Regions from separate parts of the Mus musculus genome. Here region 2 is linked to region 1. Evidence: chromatin contacts called from public HiChIP or PLAC-seq data. All regions are on one chromosome and are shown on one strand. Each heading gives the region's core, a stretch centred on a gene start, on an enhancer-like site or on the middle of the called end of the contact. The rest is flanking DNA. Distances are from core to core; before and after follow the strand shown. Region 1 has its middle 21 kb from the start of 1700052K11Rik. Region 2 holds the start of Psmc5 (protease (prosome, macropain) 26S subunit, ATPase 5).

Region 1 (6,113 bases), core at 2,090-4,589:
CTATAATCACTTCTCTAAGTGTCTTCTCTTCCTGAGACTTCTAACTAGCAGGCTGAAAGTTAGAGCCCAGCAGTTCCTGCTGAGATAGAACAAAGGCTATTTACTTAATCCTTTGTGGCTTGAAGTAGTGGCACTAGGTGCCAGAAACTGTAGTTTCTGGCCTTATAGGATCACAGAAAGCAGGTCAGCTACAACAGCTTAGTAACTTGGGCTTAGATAAGTAAATGTTTTATTATACAGCAACCCTAAATATCTCACAAAGTCCTACCCTCTGCCTAAGCTCTTCCCCTGCCGTTGCCTCAATAAGAACCGACGAGAAAGAACATCCCACACTGGGGTGGCCCCCAGCACTCAGGGACAGAGAGGAAGATGGAGACTTGTAGATAAGATGGAATCTATAGGAGAGGAAGAGGAATCAGAACCGTGTGGTCCAGGGAGCCATATGAAGTGGGCATTTCTTCGAAGATTAAATCATATGTAGGGTGGGTTAGCCCCATCTAGTCGTGAAGCTTGTGGTGATATCATTTGTGTTTGCAATCTGTGTGTGGAGTGTTTTGTGGGTTGAGAATTTACTGTAATAAATCTGACCAATAAATTACAAGTCTCTGGCGTTTTCTTTAGACGGGGCTGGGAGGAGGGGGTTTATAGCAAGCTGCAGCAGACTAATTGCAGGGGAAGGATGACTAGAAAGGCGAGTGACCACACCCTCCCACACACACACCCCCAGGTAACTGATGGTTATTGTGTGGACCACCACTTGAGGGTAGACACAGAGGCAGGAAGACTACTGCAGTCAAGAGAAGCCAGTGATAGCCTGCATAGTTTTTCAATAATTACACAGTACAGTGGACCACTTCTGGTCTTCAGCCACCAGCACTGTGCTAGCTGCAGCCCCTCTGGCAGATCCCTGCCTCTCTTGAATGGATTTTAAATTGTTATTGGAAAGACTGCTTGAGGTGGCCGAAACGTCTTGTTGTTTCCATGGAATTGTTCAATCCTGGAACACCATGTGACTTTCATACATTAAATGAAAAACTTAATCTTAAAAAAAAAATCCAGGGGCTGGCGAGATGGCTCAGTGGTTAAGAGCGCCGACTGCTCTTCTGAAGGTCCCGAGTTCAAATCCCAGCAACCACATAGTGGCTCACAACCATCCATAACGAAATCTGATGCCCTCTTCTGGAGTGTCTGAAGACAGCTACAGTGTACTTACATATAATAAATAAATAAATCTTTTAAAAAAAATCCAGTCTTTGGGGCTAGAGAGAGGGCAGGTAAGAACACTGTGACTGCTCTTCCAGAGGTTCTGAGTTCAATTCCCAGCAACCACATGATGGCTCATCTGTAATGGGATCCCATGCCCTCTTTTGGTGTGTCTGAAGACTTCTACAGTGTACTCATGTACACAAAAAATCCAGTCTCTTTTAAAATCCAAATTCTCTATAAAACCCCAAATCTCATTTTTTTTTCATTTTTTTCAAAGTGTTGCCTGGCAGTGGTAGTGTATGCCATTAATCTCAACACTGGGAAGAAAGAGGCAGTTGGATCTTTAAGTTTAAGGCTAGCCTTGCCTACAGAGAGAGAGAGAACAGAGAGGAGAGAGAGATTTAAAGTTTCTGAAATGTGGGCTTCTGTAATATCAAAGAAAGTATATGGAGGCTTAAACCCATCTATAATAATATCTGCTGCTTCTTTTTTGTTTTTATTTTGTTTTGAGACAGGGTTTCTCTGTGCAGCCCTGGCTGTCCTGGAACTCACTCTAAATCATTCTAGCCTCCAACTCAGAGATCAGCCTGCCTCCGCCTCCTGAGTGCTTAGAGTAAAGTTTGCTCCACTCCTCCCCCAGCGTGACAAAACTTTAGGATTGGGTAAAGTCTCCTTTGGAAAGGCAACTGCTCCACATGTCTCCCACCCCCACCCCAGCCCATCCCCCATGTCCTGCTGGGGCTTTTGCTCCTCCCAGCAAGGTATTCCTGGGGAAATGCCTATGTCTTTGGGGTCCAGTTTTTCAATTGTCTGATAGATAGATTGCAAGGATACCAGTCCATCACACCACTACTGCCACCCCTGCTATCAAAAGACAGTCTTGGCTATTCCATTGGCAGAGTTTTGCTGAGTGCTCTGAGGGAAGCCAATATTACTAGGAAATGGAATTTCTCATCCCTACACAGCTGGTTGCTGCAGATGAGCCCACCTTGGGGTTGTAAGGGTTAAGTGAGACGATGTAGCTGGTGATGGGTACTTACAGAGTCTCAAGAAATGATGTACCGGGGCTGGTGAGATGGCTCAGTGGGTAAGAGCACCCGACTGCTCTTCCGAAGGTCAGGAGTTCAAATCCCAGCAACCACATGGTGGCTCACAACCATCCGTAACAAGAGGGCATCAAGCCCTCTTCTGGAGTGTCTGAAGACAGCTACAGTGTACTTACATATAATAAATAAATAAATAAATAAATAAATAAATAAATAAATAAAAAAGAAATGATGTACCTAGAAGAGGAGAGAGTGATAGAGTGGTCCCTATGTGCTCAGGAATGGCCATGGCCATCAGGATAGGTACTGATCTTTTCACAGTTGTGTCACCATCTGCTATGTTATTTCTTCACTGCCCATAAAATGAGCCAATTTAAACTAGATTAGATGATATTAAAGGCAGGTTTATTGGGAAGCTGTTCTAGGTTGGGTGAGTTTACTAGCCCCAAGGACCAAGGCCAGGGGAACTTGCCCTGGGGACAGGGCAGGGGGAAGAAGAGGGAGAGAAAAGGAAGTGGGCAATTGTGCAGAAAGAGAAGAGAAGAGAAGAGAAGAGAAGAGAAGAGAAGAGAAGAGGAGAGGAGAAGGAGAGGAAGAGGAGGAGAGGGAGAGGGAGGGAGTGAGGGAGGGAGAGAGAGAGAGAAGAAGAAGAAGAAGAAGAAGAAGAAGAAGAAGAAGAAGAAGAAGAAGAAGAAGAAGAAGAAGAAGAAGAAGAAGAAGAAGGAAGAGGAGGAGGAAGAGGAGGAGGAGGAGGAGAAAGAAGAAGAAGGAGAGGAAGAAGGAGGAGAGGAAGAAGAAGAAGAAGAAGAAGAAGAAGAGAAAGAGAGAGAGAGAGAGAGAGAGAGAGAGAAAGAAAGAAAGAAAGAAAGAAAGAAAGAAAGAAAGAAAGAAAGAAAGAAAGAAAGATGACACGACGAAGAAGAAGAGCAAATGTCAAATGTCTGGAGTATATAGGGAGGAGCTGTGGAGGAAGAGGCTGGTACATTCAGGCAGGGGCATCGTGTGCCAGGCTGGGACTGAGGGATGCTGGGAGAACCTGGGAACCAGGTCTCCTCTGGTATGTAAAAAATGCACTTCAGGCCTTTGTCCCCAGGGGCTGTGAAACCAAATGAGGCGGTGTGATTCACTCTTGGAATGTGCACACAAGACTGAGGAATATGGTCCCTGTTGGGGTTTTTGCTTGTTTGTTTGGTTTGGTTTTGTTTTTTTTTTGAGACAGGGTTTCTCTGTGTAGCCCTGGCTGTCCCAGAACTTGTCCTGTAGACCAGGCTGTCCTGGAACTAATAGAAATCTGTCTGCCTCTGTCTCCAGAGTACTGAGAATAAAGGTGTGCACCACCCCCACACCATGACCCAGCATCTTTTGTTGTTTTGAGATCCAGTTTCATAGAAGGAGGCTGGCCTTAAGTACCCCCTGCCTCGACCTCCCAGCTGTTTGGATACAGGAGGACTCTGCCCCGTTAAGTTTTGTAGTCCTGGAATGAAACCTAGGCCTCAGGGGTCCTAGGCAGGCACTTTTCAAGAGACCAAGTCATGAGTTCTTAGGCCTCCTCTAAGCACCATAGGCTCTTTTACTTTGCTTCAACACTTCCCCCTGCCCCCCCCCATCCCATCAACTCTTTCTGTTTTGTTTGTTTGTTTTGTGTCTTATTTTGTTCATTTACATGTGTATGCAGTATGTGTGGGGTACACACAGAAAAGGAGTGCTGGAGTCCCTAGAGTTGGAGGGGCAGTGGTAGCCTCTACCACAGAGTAAGATCACCTTTTCTACCAAAAATAAAGTTATCTAGTTATCTCAGTCTAAAGAGAGAACTCACTGGTTAAGAGCACTGGCTGCTCTTCCAGAGGACTGGGTTCAATTCCCAGCGTCTGCATGGTGGCTCACAACCATCTATAACTCCAGTTCCAGGAGGTCTGGCACCCTCTTCTGACCCCTGAGTGCACTAGGGAGGCATGTTGTACACAACCATGCATGTACCCATATATATAAAATAAAATTTAAAAAAAAAAGAAAGCCACTATCACCAAGCATCCAATTGTTATTTTTTTAGGGCCCTTGGCCCCAGCATTTGTCAGATTCAAGAAGAATGTGATGCAAATGTCCAGAGAATGGTATGTTACTCAGCACACCCACAAAGCAACAACACTTGGATGTTGACTTCCTTCAGTATATAGATTTTCCATGGGTCACTGAAACTCTCCTGCAGTAGTGAAATGGGAAGGGCAAGAGGACTCCCTTGCAGCTTGCCAATCAGCTAGTCTGGACATACCATAAGACACTGTGCCTCATATCAAGGCCTGGGTAACTGCCTGTCTGTCTAGCCAGCCATTTAATGCTGTTATTACTGTTACAAGGAATCAGTCTCCTACACTGTTTCTATTGCTACTAGGAAACTTTCTCATGCCCAAGTTGATTACATATTCTGTTATGTTCTGTGTTTTGGTGTTCTTAGAAACCAATCACAACAGAGGTCAGTCAGAACTGCTTTGTATAGCTACAATAAGCTTGGACTTGACCCATCGGCCCAGCAACACTTTCTGTACCTATGTATAAGCTTTTATGGTTTTTGCCTTTATAAGATGCCCTTGGGGTGGACACCAACACAAGAGAGCCACCTGTCCCAATATAAAAATACATTTGGAACAAGACTTCCATTTTGTATAGGGGTTGTGGAAAGCTTTAAGTTCCCAAGACCTCCCTGGAAATTGACATCCTATTTGGCAGAAAGAGTCATATACATGGGTAACTGACATCCTGGTTGGCAAGTCACGAGATGAATGTTAGGCAAGGTAAGTCCCTGCCACAATTGAATATCCCAACCAATAGGAACAGGATAAGTGTACAACAAAAACATGTTCCCAGGGAAGTCCCCTATCCCTACATCCTGACTGGTTGAAGAACTTGGCACAGATGTTCATGGATTTCAGACTTAAAAGCTCTGAAGGATCCTGGCTTGGGTTTCCAGTCAGCTCCTGAGTTTGGACTTTGACCCTGATCCATCAGTCCTGGGGCAAATGCTCAATAAACTATCCCTGTGTGGCTGAGGCATTTCAAACAAGGTGGCAGGCCAGAACTCACACAGAGGTTGTCTTCTGATTGCACACACACACTGGCACACCCCTCTCACACATGAACAGGTATACACACACACACACATTGGAAACATACAAAAAAAAATCACAAGTATTTTTAGATGGTAAACAAGAAATAAATAGGCCCTTCCTGGTGAGTCCTGCAGACTCTCCTGTCTTAGATGCTAAGTCCACCATGCCTTTTATCTTTCCTTTCCTCTCTTTCCCAACTCTCCATTTTTTGAGGGGTTGATTTGTTTTTATGTAGGTTTTTGTTTGTTTGTTTGTTTGTTTGTTTGAGACAGGGTTTCTCTGTGTAGCCCTGGCTGTCCCTAAACTCATTCTGTAGACCAAGTATGCCATAAACTCAGAGATCCCACCTGCCTCTTCCCCCCAAGTGCTGGGTGTGGGCCACCACTGCCTGACTGGCTGTTGCTATCTTTAGACACACCAGAAGAGGGCATCAGATCTAATTACAGATGGTTGTGAGCCACCATGTGGATGCTGGGATTTGAACTCAGGACCTCGGAAAGAGGAGTCAGTGCTCTTAACCGCTGAGCCATCTCTCCAGACCTAAAACCTACTTTTAATAAGGGTTCACAAAGGCTTTGACTTCCCCTACCCCCCGCCAGCCCATTGTCCAAAGGTAGGGGAGAAAAAATGGTAAATAGGACAAGGGTATGTGGACCTGTTTAGAGGGAATTCTTTGGGGGCAGTTTCAATCTCCACTTGTCAGGGTAACCTGCAGTCCAGTTCAGTAGTGTCAGGACACCAAACAGCAATCAGCAGT
Region 2 (6,113 bases), core at 1,357-3,856, 1.1 Mb before region 1:
TGCATTTACTATAGACAAATGTAGTTCTAATCCCTTCTCAAGAAACTTCTCTTGGCAGCAAACGGAGACAATTACAGACAACCACAACTGATCAAAATGTAGAGACCGAGACTCAGCAGTGCCGGGTCCCAACTGACGCACGTACAACGCAACCCCTACACCTAAGGCTCGGAGCTCCAAGATTCCAGGAGCCAGAGAGACAAAAGTCTGCTGGGAGACTGTCTCTTAGAAATGTCAGAGGCCACACTCATGAAATCTCATCAATATGGCTGCTTAAATTAAGTCCTGAGCATTGATGACACCAACGGGCTTGCTTGCTAACCCGGAGGGGAGAGGTTCATTCATGGCGCCTCAACCCTAGACAAAGAATTAAGGGCTCCTGAGGAATGCTAAGAGGACAACAGACTTCTCCAAGGAGGAACCCCCATTTGGTTATCCAATACCAAGTGAGCATATACATACAGGTAACATTATATAGACTGAACAGGTTGTATTTAAGTATTTAGGGTGGTGGTGGTGATAAGGATTTCAAAATATAAAATTAGGAAAAAACAAAACAAAAAAAAAAAAACCCAAAAATTAGGAAAAACAGTTAGTCTAATAGGTAGGCATGATGACACAGGCTCGTAATTCCAACCCTAATGAGGCTGAGGCTGGGAGCTGGAGAGTGTCAGACCAGTCTGGGCTATACAATGAGATTCTATTTTAACAAATCCATTAAATAAACAAAAATAAGACAAAGGCAAGACAACAGAAGACAGACAACAGCATCCACTCTCCTGCTTCATTTCAGACCCAGGAGGGATGAAATCACATAGAGAAGCATTAAAAAGGGATAAAAACCATACTGGGTGTGGAGGCTCATGCTTTTATCCCAGCACCTGGGAGGCAGGCGAATTCTGAGACTGAGTCCAGCCTGGTCTACATGGGGAGTTGTGGGTCAGTTGCGGGTACATGGTGAGACATTTGTCTAAAGAAGAAAAAGTAAACTAAACGGAAGAACTGCAAATGTGCCTGAGGTTCAGGCATTCTCTCTGCGGCTTCCCTCCCAAACCCATTCTCGCTCCCACTCCCACCTTTGGCCAGTGGTTCCTCTGTAGGTGGTTTTGTTTTCCAGACAGGGCTGTACGTAATCCAGACTGGCTTCAAACTCAAAACACTGCTCCTGCCTCGGCTCTGGAGTGGCAACCTTACAGGTGTAATATTTGACTCTTGGGCCCGGAGAGGTGGATAAATGAGCCAGCCGCTCCTCTAGAGAACCTGGGTTCGATTCCCAGCACCCACATGGCCGCTCACAACTTTCTATAACTCCACTTCTAGGGCATCCTACACTGTCTTCTGGCCTTCACAGGCAAATGTAGGGCACAGACATTGGATGCAAGCAAAACACCCAAACACATAAAACGAAAAACCTGGAAAAGCAAGCAAGCAAGCACACAAACAAAAAATCCTAACTAAACACTATTCCCATCAAAGAGATTATCAATCTACCTTACACAGCTTGGTACCTCCTGACTACAAAGGAGCTGGAGAGATGGCTCAGCAGTCAAGAGGGTTTCTTACTGCTTTTGCAGAGGGCCTGGGTTTAGTTCTCAGCACCTGTAGTAGCTCATAACTATTTGTACGTAACTCAAGTTTCAGGGGATCCACTGCCCTCTTCTGACTTGCACAGACATCTGTATATATGTGATACACATAAGCTTACGCAGGCATATATACATATACACATAAGAAACAGACAAGCAAAGAGCTGCAAACGAACAACATTGGAAAAGAACTCTTTGCTGCACTCCCAGTGGAAAAAGGACACAGAGAAATCTGCACCTACCAGCTCCCGTCCTCCACTAGCTCCCTTTGCTGTCTGTACTCACCTGGAGTTCTTCAATCTTGGACAGATAATATTGACGGAGTCCACTGCCTGCCTTCCCCTCTTCCAGTTCCATCTGAAGACAAGTGTAAGTGTTAAAAAAAAAAAAGAAGAAAAGAAAAGAAAAGAAAAAGAAAAGGCATAAAGTACTAAAGGGTAAAGCCAAAGTATTTTCGAGGCACTCTACCATATAGCTTAAGAAACAAGGTCAGGAAAATACCATTCCCTTTTCCTCAGAAACTGGTATCTCGATGGGCGAGGTCTGTGTGTTTGAACTTCGGAGGCTTAGTTCTTGGTTCTAAGCCTTCATTTCTGAATCCACTACAAGGATGCAATTACCGCCTACCTTCGAGGACTTTTAGGAGTCTCAAGGGGCCATATACCCACCGAGCGCACTGCCCTGTGGCTAGAGCTACACATCCCCAGGGTTTAACTACTACAGACAAAGGCAGAACAGAGGGACCAAGTCCAGGTCGAAGCCCAGGCCATTCCGGCTTGCCAGCTTCATTCAGTTTCCACCCACCCCTGTCCTGCTTTCCTCAGGGCGGCGCTGACACAGCAGATCCAGTCCCAGGCAGAGTCCGGTCTGACGTGATCCACCCACCCCTGATCCACTGGACCCTCTCGCTCGTGGCCACCCCTCACTTCAGATTTTGTGCACTCCACACTCAGCTTGGATGCCGCCCAGCCGCCGCGGCAGAATCCTTACCTGCTCTGGCCCATCAAGCGCCATCTTCCCTCTCTCGGCAGGGATCGCCGGCATCCAAGTCACTCTATCGCGCAGGCGCGGAGGCGAAAGCATGCGCCCTGGGTCACCACCGAGAACAGTTCCGGGTCAATGGGCGGGGTGTGTGGCGATACAAACACAGTGGCTGTATTAGTAGAGGCTCTACTGGAGGTCACTAGTTTTGTGAAGAGATATAGAACTTCTGGTTGATGCTTCCTAGCGTTTAGGATACGAGTTATTGCACTCTACTTCCTAGCCTCTACTTTTAACTTGTAAGGCCTGCTGACAAAAAAATTTTGGCCACACTCAAAATGGCGGAAATCATGACGCCAGGAATGTAGGAAACGCGCGCAGAAGCGGAAGTACGATTACTGCCTACATGTGCTGCTTCCTAAGAGTTGAAAACCTGCGGAGTTAAGGGCTATCTAACGTCTGGGTAAGTGATTGCTCCACCGCCTGAGGAACCGAAGCGAGATCCAGTGCTCGGAAAGACGATCTCACCTTTTTCTTTCTCCCCAGAGTGAGTGATACTCCCCCATCCCGCCATGGGCAAGAAAGGCAAAGTAGGCAAGAGCCGGCGGGACAAGTTCTATCACTTGGCCAAGGAGACTGGTGAGTGGGTTCGCGCTGAGGAACAACATCCCCGTCTTTTCGCTTCTTCTAGTCCCGAGTTCCTTTTCCTTCGAGGGGGTTATGGGATTGTGAGGCTTTCCTCCTGGGAAAGGCCTCCGTAGACGGTATTGCCTTATACACCCACTCTCCACGATCCAGGTTATCGTTCGCGCTCTGCCTTCAAACTGATCCAGCTCAATCGCCGCTTTCAGTTCCTGCAGAAAGCCCGGGCCTTGTTGGACCTGTGTGCTGCGCCTGGCGGATGGTAACGTTTGGCAGGGGCTGCTATGATGACACGTTCCTGGCACTGGTTGGCTTTGAGTTGCTTTTCGGGGAGGATGGGAATCCGATTACACAATTCAGATTAAATATTCCATAGTATGTGTCTCTCTCAAATTTTGGAAGGGAGCGTCATTTTCCCCCTCTTGTGGTACTGAACCTAAGGACTTAACTCATGCTAAGGACTTAACTCATGCTAGGCAGCCCCTCCACCACCGAGTTATATCTCCAATTGCTTTATTTTGAGACAGGGACGCTGAAAAATTGCCAAGGATGGCCTTGAACTTTTGGTCTTAATCTCTTGCCCTCCTTAGTGGCTGGTAATGCAGCCCTGTGTTGCCATGCCCAGCAGGTTGCTTCTTGAATGTATGCATAGACATTTGGCCACTACACTTAACAGGTGCCTCTTAAGGGGATGAGAAGTCACCTTGCCAAGGGAGGATGAAAGGTATTTAAATCTGTCTCTTTCACAGGCTGCAGGTGGCTGCCAAGTTTATGCCTGTATCCAGTCTTATTGTAGGTGGGTGACTCTTGGGTATTTGAGGGGGAGGGGTGGGTTAGGTACTAATTTTGTCCTACATCTTCCTCCACCCTGTAATACTGAGTTAACATCTTTTAGGAGTGGACCTCGTTCCAATCAAGCCTCTCCCCAATGTGGTGACTCTCCAGGAGGATATCACAACAGAACGCTGTAGGCAGGTAATAAGACCTCTCCTTCTTTTCTTTCCTCTTTATGTGCTGGTGTCATTGCCTACTTATTTATTTATTTAGTGTGTGTGGTCTTTCGAGACAGGGTTTCTCTGTGTAGCCCTGGCTGTCCTGGAACTCACTCTGTAGACCAGGCTGGCCTTGAACTCAGAAATCTGCCTGCCTCTGCCTCCCAAGTGCTGGGATTAAAGGGGTGTGCCACTAGTGCCTGGCTGTCATTGCCTCTGAAGAGTGAATGAAACACTTCCCAATTTACCATGGTTTCAAGCACGTGGCCAAAAAGACTGACAATCCTTGTGTACATTTCCATCTTTATTTACAATCAAGTGTTTTTGTTTTTCCCTGAGATAGAGTCTTGCTGTGTACTTTAGGATAGCTTCTAACTGTGTAGCCCACACTGATGTGGAGCTGAGTACATAGCCTAGTTTGGCCTTGATCTTGCAGTCTCTCTCCCTCTGCCTCTGGGATTGCAGTCGAGTGCCACCGTGCCTGGCAGGGATAGTACTGTGAATTGGTGGAAGGATGAGAGATCTATCTTCAGAAAAATTCTTTCCAGGGAACTAATTCTAAGCTTGGGGAAGATGTATATTTTTTGTTGCTGTTGCATCCCTAGTACCTGGTGCAGGATGTTGGCACTGGTGGGCGCTCAGTGCATGACTAGACAGATGACTGAACCAGAGTTCTGTTCTTAGCAGTTACTGTGTTTCCATTGCTAGAACCCCTTTACTTTCATTAGGCCCTGAGGAAGGAGCTGAAGACCTGGAAAGTTGATGTTGTGCTCAATGATGGGGCTCCCAATGTGGGGGCTAGTTGGGTCCATGACGCTTACTCCCAAGGTACAGGGAATGTGGGCTTGGAGGTGAGGGTGGAGGTAGCACATCGAAAGGCTGCAGAGGTTCCCTGACTGTTTCCGTCCTACAGCTCACCTAACTCTGATGGCTCTGCGTTTGGCTTGTGATTTTTTGGCCCGTGGTGGTTGTTTCATCACAAAAGTCTTTCGTTCCCGAGACTATCAGCCCTTGCTGTGGATCTTCCAGCAGCTGTTCCACCGTGTCCAGGCCACGAAGCCCCAAGCCTCTCGCCATGAATCTGCAGAAATCTTTGTAGTCTGTCAAGGTGAGACGTTATTCCTTCCTCTTGACACAACCTAATTATGAAAGCAAACTTTTATTTAATCTATCTTCTCCTTTTAGGATTCCTGGCTCCGGACAAGGTTGATGCTAAATTCTTTGATCCCAAGTTTGCCTTTAAGGAGGTTGAAGTTCAGGCTAAAACTGTTACTGAGTTGGTGACAAAGAAGAAGCCAAAGGTGGTTTTGTTGTTACTGTTGTAAGAAATGGATTCTGAAACTGGGAGAACTTGATTATCTAAGAAGCGACTGTCTAGTAATTATCTTTATTTCTCTTCCTAAGGCTGAAGGCTATGCCGAAGGTGACCTTACTCTTTATCACCGAACCTCAGTTACGGACTTCTTGCGAGCTGCCAATCCTGTTGACTTCCTCTCCAAGGCCAGCGAAGTGAGTTCCCAGAGTGAGAGTCTCCGGGAGGCCTGAAAACATGGCCAGAACAACATCCCATTCCCTTCCCTCACAAACAGATCTCAATAGATGATGAAGAGTTGGCACAGCATCCAGCTACAACTGAAGACATTAGAGTATGCTGTCAGGACATCAAAGTGCTGGGGCGAAAGGAACTTAGGTACACAGGTGTAAGGGCAACATGATGTTGGACTCTGGGGACCAGGATTTTGTTGTTTATGGCTAAACCCTGAAATCTGGAGTGTGGGCTTTTAAGGAAGAGACAGGGACAAAGATGGGGGTAGATTAGTCAGTAATAGTATTTCTTGGGCAGGTCTCTTCTGAATTGGAGAACAAAGCTTCGGCGATATGTGGCTAAGAAGCTGAAAGAGCAAGCAAAGGC

The links. HiChIP or PLAC-seq counts read pairs in DNA pulled down with a chosen protein or histone mark.
Region 2: an H3K27ac HiChIP or PLAC-seq map of embryonic stem cells shows a contact between it and region 1, with 7 times the contacts expected there. The contact joins the promoter of Psmc5 here to the enhancer-like site in region 1. A contact is called at or near these places in 2 of 115 datasets of contacts at active chromatin or transcription factors (both in embryonic stem cells).

The regions. Positions count from the first base shown.
Region 1 is chr11:105,157,372-105,163,484 of GRCm38.p6, reverse strand. It overlaps the pseudogene Gm11620. Among named protein-coding and RNA genes, the nearest start is that of 1700052K11Rik, 21 kb to the left of the region's middle. Within about 2 kb of position 3,339, at least 38 of the 459 cell types and tissues checked have an H3K27ac peak or open chromatin away from gene starts, as enhancers often do. A contact at or near this core is called in embryonic stem cells, where this site is marked.
Region 2 is chr11:106,252,678-106,258,790 of GRCm38.p6, reverse strand. It overlaps Psmc5 (protease (prosome, macropain) 26S subunit, ATPase 5), which reads right to left and starts at 2,606. Exons shown (of 11, transcript NM_008950.1): 1 at 2,577-2,606; 2 at 1,872-1,943. The coding sequence starts at 2,600. It overlaps Ftsj3 (FtsJ RNA methyltransferase homolog 3 (E. coli)), which reads left to right and starts at 2,707. Exons shown (of 21, transcript NM_025310.3): 1 at 2,707-3,030; 2 at 3,114-3,206; 3 at 3,366-3,471; 4 at 3,959-4,005; 5 at 4,105-4,184; 6 at 4,930-5,029; 7 at 5,115-5,309; 8 at 5,387-5,502; 9 at 5,606-5,710; 10 at 5,791-5,891; 11 at 6,045-6,113. The coding sequence starts at 3,140.